Linked DNA regions of Capsicum annuum: region 1 is linked to region 2. Evidence: chromatin contacts called from public Hi-C data. All regions are on one chromosome and are shown on one strand. Each heading gives the region's core, a stretch centred on a gene start, on an enhancer-like site or on the middle of the called end of the contact. The rest is flanking DNA. Distances are from core to core; before and after follow the strand shown.

Region 1 (3,051 bases), core at 69-2,568, 210 kb after region 2:
GTCAGCTGGAGCTGCTCCATGTCATATCTAATCACCTCCCTCCAGTATTTCTTCGGTCTACCTCTACCCCTCCTGAAGCCATCCAAAGCAAGCTTCTCACACCTCCGGACTGGGGCATCTGCACTCCTCCTCATCACATGCCCAAACTATCGCAGTCTTCCTTCTCGCAACTTGTCTTCCACTGAAGTCACTCCCACCTTCTCCCGAATAGTCTCATTTCTTACTCTGTCACCTCTAGTAAGCCCACACATCCAATGCAACATTATTATTTCCGCCACCTTCAATTTTTGGATGTGCGAGTGCTTGACTGGCCAACACTCTGCACCATACAACATGGTCGGATGGACTGCCACTCTATAGAATTTACCTTTAAGCTTAAGGGGCACCTTCTTATCACACAACACTCCCAAGGTTAGCCTCCACTTCATCCAAGCTGCTCCAACACGTTTAGAGACATCCTCATCAATCTCACCATTTCCCTAAATCGTAGACCCAAGATAATTAAAATTGTTCGTCTTACAGACATCCTGTGAGTCCAACCTTACCACTCTTTCGTCCTCCTGTCTCAAGTCACTAAACTTACATTTCAAATACTCAGTTTTGGACCTACTCAACTTAAACCCCTTAGACTCAAGGGTTTGCCTCCAAACCTCCAATTTGTCATTCACACCTCCCTCGCATCTAATCAATCAGAACCACATCATCCGCAAATAACAAACACCAAGGCACCTCGCCTTGATTGCTCCGCGTCAACACGTCCATCACCAATGCAAAAAGGAATGGACTAAGAGTCGATCCACCCGGGTGAGAACGGCGGGAGGAGACTCAGAGAAGTTTTCGGTCGAGACCGGGTTGCATCAAGGGATCGACTCTTAGTCCGTTCCTTTTTGCATTGGTGATGGACGTGTTGATACGGAGCATTCCCTCTCTTTACTGCCTAGAATTCAATTGATCTGCTATAACTACAAATATGCCAATTAAGAAGTTAATTCGAATTTAAAATAAAAAAGTAGCGAATAACTCAAAAATGTGTTGCCCAGATACTTATATTTATTTACGTAAGACTATGGATAAACAATGAGACGAATCTAAGCAGTAAGAAAAAAACAACTAACCGCTCAACGGAAGTCAATCCATTGTGTTTCGTCGACTATGGTGAATGAGAGAATTTGAAGCCCTATAACCCTAAATGTATTTGTGATGAAACCGACCCAAAATGATGGCGCCAAATGTACCCAATAAACTCGCAATCAGAACTTGTTTAAAAGGAAAAATTCATCATTTTAGGAACTGGCTACAATTACGTAGGTTATTAATAATTTGATTTTAATTTTGTCATCACATAGTTTGTTTGTTTATTTTTTCATACTAGTTTAACTTGTATTTTTTATTATTTAAAATTAGATAATTTTATCTATTACAAAAAGTTTTAATGAAATGAAAAAAAGTTAAAATTACTTCTCAAATTGTCACACACAAAATAGTATAGGCGCGACTAACACTTGTCTGAACGAATCAACCGAAACCAAACTTAAATACTTTGGTGGGCCGTCAGGGCCAAGCTAAAGTTATAAAAAACCATATATAGTCGAGATAAAGATATAGTATATAACAAAGGGGAAAGGACATAAATGTCACCTCATCTAAAATATTTCCACTAATATAGTCATTGATTTGGCAATTCCAATAGATAGTCATTTAGGCTTTTCTTTATTAGATAGATTTAATAAAAGACCAATCCAACAACTCGGATCTCCTAAATAAATGACCCACCCATTGACTAAACCCATAAACCCTATTTAATTTAGCCCATTCCTTTACACGGCCATTTAACTTTCATCGGGCAAAAAGAACTAGTTTCAATTTGCTGATAGATTTAATCCATGTATCGCTTGTGCATCTGGCACTTAGTTAAAGCTATTTCCCTTGTTTGAATATATTATTGTCATAAGAATGCTTAGTTTGAAGACCAGTTATACTCGATTAATTATGTTGAATAAGTTGTGTTGGGTTAAGTTATGATAGGATTAATTATGGTGAGATTATTATTTTTTTGACTGTTATGCTTGCAAAACAAATTTTCTCTGTAAAAGGTGTGTTTATGTGGTATATATACTATATCAATGTGGTATAAAAGTGTATCAATCTAGTATAAAAGTGTATCAATGCAGTATCAAAGTGTATCAATATAGTATAAAAGTGTATCAATATAGTATAAAAGAGTATCAATTGGGTATAGGGATTGCATGTACTTACATATAATTTCCTTTCTCTTTTATAAAAAGTGTATTAATATAATATAAAAGTGTATCAATGTGGTATAAAAGTGTATCAATTGAGTATAGAGACTGCATGTGCCCAATTGGGTCAAATGGCTAAAAAGAGGAATTAAATTAGGCCGACTGACTAAGGTTGTCCACCTTTTCAATTATGGGCCACTCTTTAAAAAAAAGGTCAGCCCATGTCTTTTCCCCTATAACAAAAGTGTAATATAACGATAATTGGATTATAATTAACTATCTAACCCACATCAACAATCGTCTACATGCCTCTAGGATGAGAAATTGCTAATAACCTTTTGGGACAAGCCCATAGTATTCATTAACTATACAAGCCAAAGTAAACTCTAGACTCGACAACTTCGGAAAGAACGAACCATACCAATCTTCAGCAGAACTCTATCATACACCGCAAGGACCCCTTTCTGTCTAATAACCTGCATGCATGAATGCAGTGCCCCCAGGCAATGGGAACATCAGTATGAAAGAATGTACTGAGTATGTAAGGCTCAAAGTGACCATATGTAACATAAAATCTCAATTGAAGTCAGGTATCAATATATAAATATAGAGGTAAGGATAGAAGACCATTATATATATATATATATATATATATATATATATATATATATATAATTGTGGAATCATGTACATTATATTTTTTTACTTTACTTTACATTCCTTTGCTTATAAACTTTGCAGCATGTGATATAATGACCAGTTGAACAGTGGTAGAAGATGAAGACCCTCACAAGTACATTAATTGGGATCG
Region 2 (2,999 bases), core at 121-2,620:
AATATATGTACTAAAAGAAAGATCAGGATCATTTGGCACCTTTAAACACCAAAAGAAATTTGAGAATACAGGAGTCAAATATAAGAAATTGATCCTGATATTTACTAGGGGCCTGATTTAATAGTGCAGTCACTGTCATAGTGAGTCAGAAAAAACGAAAAATATAAACAAGCAAATATGAAAGAGAGGGAAAGCACATGCACATGAAAGGCAAAATTTGGAATAGATCAAAATATAGACAGAAACATAGAGAGAAAGAATGTGTGAATTCATCGAGAGAGCACCACCCCATGAAAATACTACTACATTTTCTAAATAATTTTCTTTCTTAAGATAGAAATTACTAATTCTCAATTATTCATTTTTCACATTATTAGCTTCAAAAGATAAGTTCAATCTCTAGGTCAACCAATTTTAAATAGTTCTTTGTCTCATAATCAAGTTCGAGACAATCAAATGCAATCTATAAAACTACTTAACTAAATTTGTGCAGAAACGGATGAAAGAACTCCGTGGAGCAAAAGTTTGCATTAACCCAAGCTGGGCCTGATATTACGGCATACTCAATTCAAGCTCTAGAAGGTCCAAGCTCAACTTAATACTTAGTAAGCAGAATTTACTCCTTAACATGAAAACTTAGAACTTTTTACTTCTCACAAGCATCAAAGAAGTTATTCTCTCTTCCGTGAGTGCAAGAAAGGGAACCAAAACTAAAAATATATTTTTAGTCTTTGGATTGAAGTCAAAATAAATTGCCAAAGGCACAAATGAGAAGCAATCAATCAAACTATCAAATAAACTACACCAATCCCAACTCAAATTAATACCATCTATATGAATCCTCCATATTCATTCACCAAATCATTTTTTTTTAATAATCGTAGTGTCCGGACCAGCCTGCGCACACTTTGAAGCAAATCATTTGCTAACCCTAAATGATAGAATCCATGGATCTACTATAGAAGCCCTAATAAATTGGTAACCTAAAATGACCTGGAAAAGAATAGATAAAAGCGAAGAGGAATAAGAGAAAGACAATTATACCCTTCGTCGGAGATGTTCATCAGGAATACCGGAGACCATACCGATCTCACCGGGCTTTATTTCCACCAAAGCGTCAGAAGCAAATTGTCTGCATATGGGCGTAAGAGAAGATCGCCAGGCGGCGGCCTGAGGGGAATGCGTCGCTATTCGTCGGAGAGAGCTTGCCATTTTTCCCTGAGATGATACAATCCCAGCTCAAGTGACGGTGATGTGGCGTTTGCCTTATAAATTCACGCATATATTGGAAGACATAGGTGTTTTTTTTTTTTAATCATATGATATTATGATGTGATGTGTTTGGGACAAGGTAAAAGGAGAAATAATTTTCTACTATTTTTATAAATTTGTTTTTAAGTTTTATGTGTTTTTAATAAGAAAGTTTCATGTTTACATACACTAATTATTTTTAAAAATAATAAATATTGATTAATAAATATAAAAAATTTAATCAAAAGCATAATGATAATCTAATATTGTGAATTTTTTTTGAGTAAATACATAATTACCCCTGATCTTGTCTGAGATTTGTGAAAGACACCTAAACTTTAACTTCGACTTATTACTCCACGATTATTCTTTATTTCGTTGTAAACACACCATTTTGACCCTCTGCGTGTATACATGCGCCACAGGCACGTGAAAGAGCTTGAATTTGACTTTTTGACCAATTAAAAGCTGTCATGTGTAAAATAATTTAATATATAATTTATATTCTTTTTTTTTAAATAATATTTATTTATTTTTTAAAATTATCCATCCTCCCTCTCCGCCCTCGTCCAACCCACCCACTCTTTCTTCTTCAACTCAATTCAAAGCTTCCATTGAAGCTTTTTTTTTTTTAAAAATCATTCATTAGAGCTCCATTTTACAACTAAATCATATCATTTAACTATCCATCATTTCTTCTTCAACACAATATCTTCTTCAACACTATTAAAGCTCTTCAACACAATGTCACCATTAAAGTTCCTCCATTGAAGCTTTTTTTTTTTAAATCATATCATTAAAGCTCAATTTTTCAGTTAAATCATATCATTTAACTATCTTTAAAACTCAATTCAATCATAAATTATTTTTTGAATTGATTTGAAAAAAAAATGGACGGGGAGAGAGAATGGTGACGGAGGGGGGTTGGGGTGTTTGGGGGAGATGCTGATGGGGTGGGGGTGTTGGATGGGGGTGGGGGTGCTGAATGGGGGTGGGGTGGGGTGTTAAATTAAATAAAAAGTAAAATTTTATTAAAAAAATAAAAAAATATATATAAATTAAACGTATTTGACACGTGGCAGCACTTGATTGGCGCGTGTATTCCACTCTCCTTGTTGTGACTGATATTCAGCGAAAAATGGTGTGTTTGCAACAAATTAAGTAAGAATCATGGGGTTATGGGTCGAATTCAAAGTTTAGGTGTCTTTTTGAAAATCTCGGCCAACATCACTAGGGTAATTATGTATTTGCTCTTTTTTTTTTTTAGTAAACAAGAAATGCATTAAGAAAAGATAATTACAAAGGAACTAGTCCGGTTCAATAGCAAAAAAATTGTGGCTATGCCCACGAGAAGGTATGGGACCTTTCTTAGATGGGTAGTTCCAACTACATCCGCCCAAATATTTCGGGCTACAAAGGGGGATACAAAAACACTACAAAAACTAAGATCTGCCTTCTGATACACCTAAATTACAACTCTCGTAAGAAAGTGTAAGCGGTCGTTGTCAAATATAAAACCCAACTAGGTTGGGTGTCAAATCCCACAGGGAATACTGTGCTCACTAAGTATTGTAATCATTACTGGACTGTTGATCAGAGGTTCCTGAATATGGGGGGTTTTGATTTGTAACTTATAAAGTAATTAATTATAACAAGAGTATTCCAACGAATGATTCTCTTTGCAATTAGTAATTTAATGAGATTAAACAAACCAGGGCTATGGTTACCAAAATGCTAGCACAACTAGG

The links. A called contact is a pair of places that touch in the nucleus more often than the background predicts.
Region 1: a contact with region 2 is called in a Hi-C map of leaf, with 3 times the contacts expected there. The contact joins the promoter of LOC107860180 here to the promoter of LOC107860179 in region 2. A contact is called at or near these places in 5 of 5 Hi-C or Micro-C datasets (bud, leaf, pericarp and 1 more).

Annotation. Positions count from the first base shown.
Region 1 is chr2:144,328,612-144,331,662 of UCD10Xv1.1, forward strand. LOC107860180 (putative F-box protein At1g49610) reads right to left here and starts at 1,319. Exons shown (of 4, transcript XM_016705453.2): 1 at 1,116-1,319.
Region 2 is chr2:144,117,361-144,120,359 of UCD10Xv1.1, forward strand. LOC107860179 (NADH dehydrogenase [ubiquinone] iron-sulfur protein 4, mitochondrial) reads right to left here and starts at 1,371. Exons shown (of 5, transcript XM_016705451.2): 1 at 1,045-1,371. The coding sequence starts at 1,212.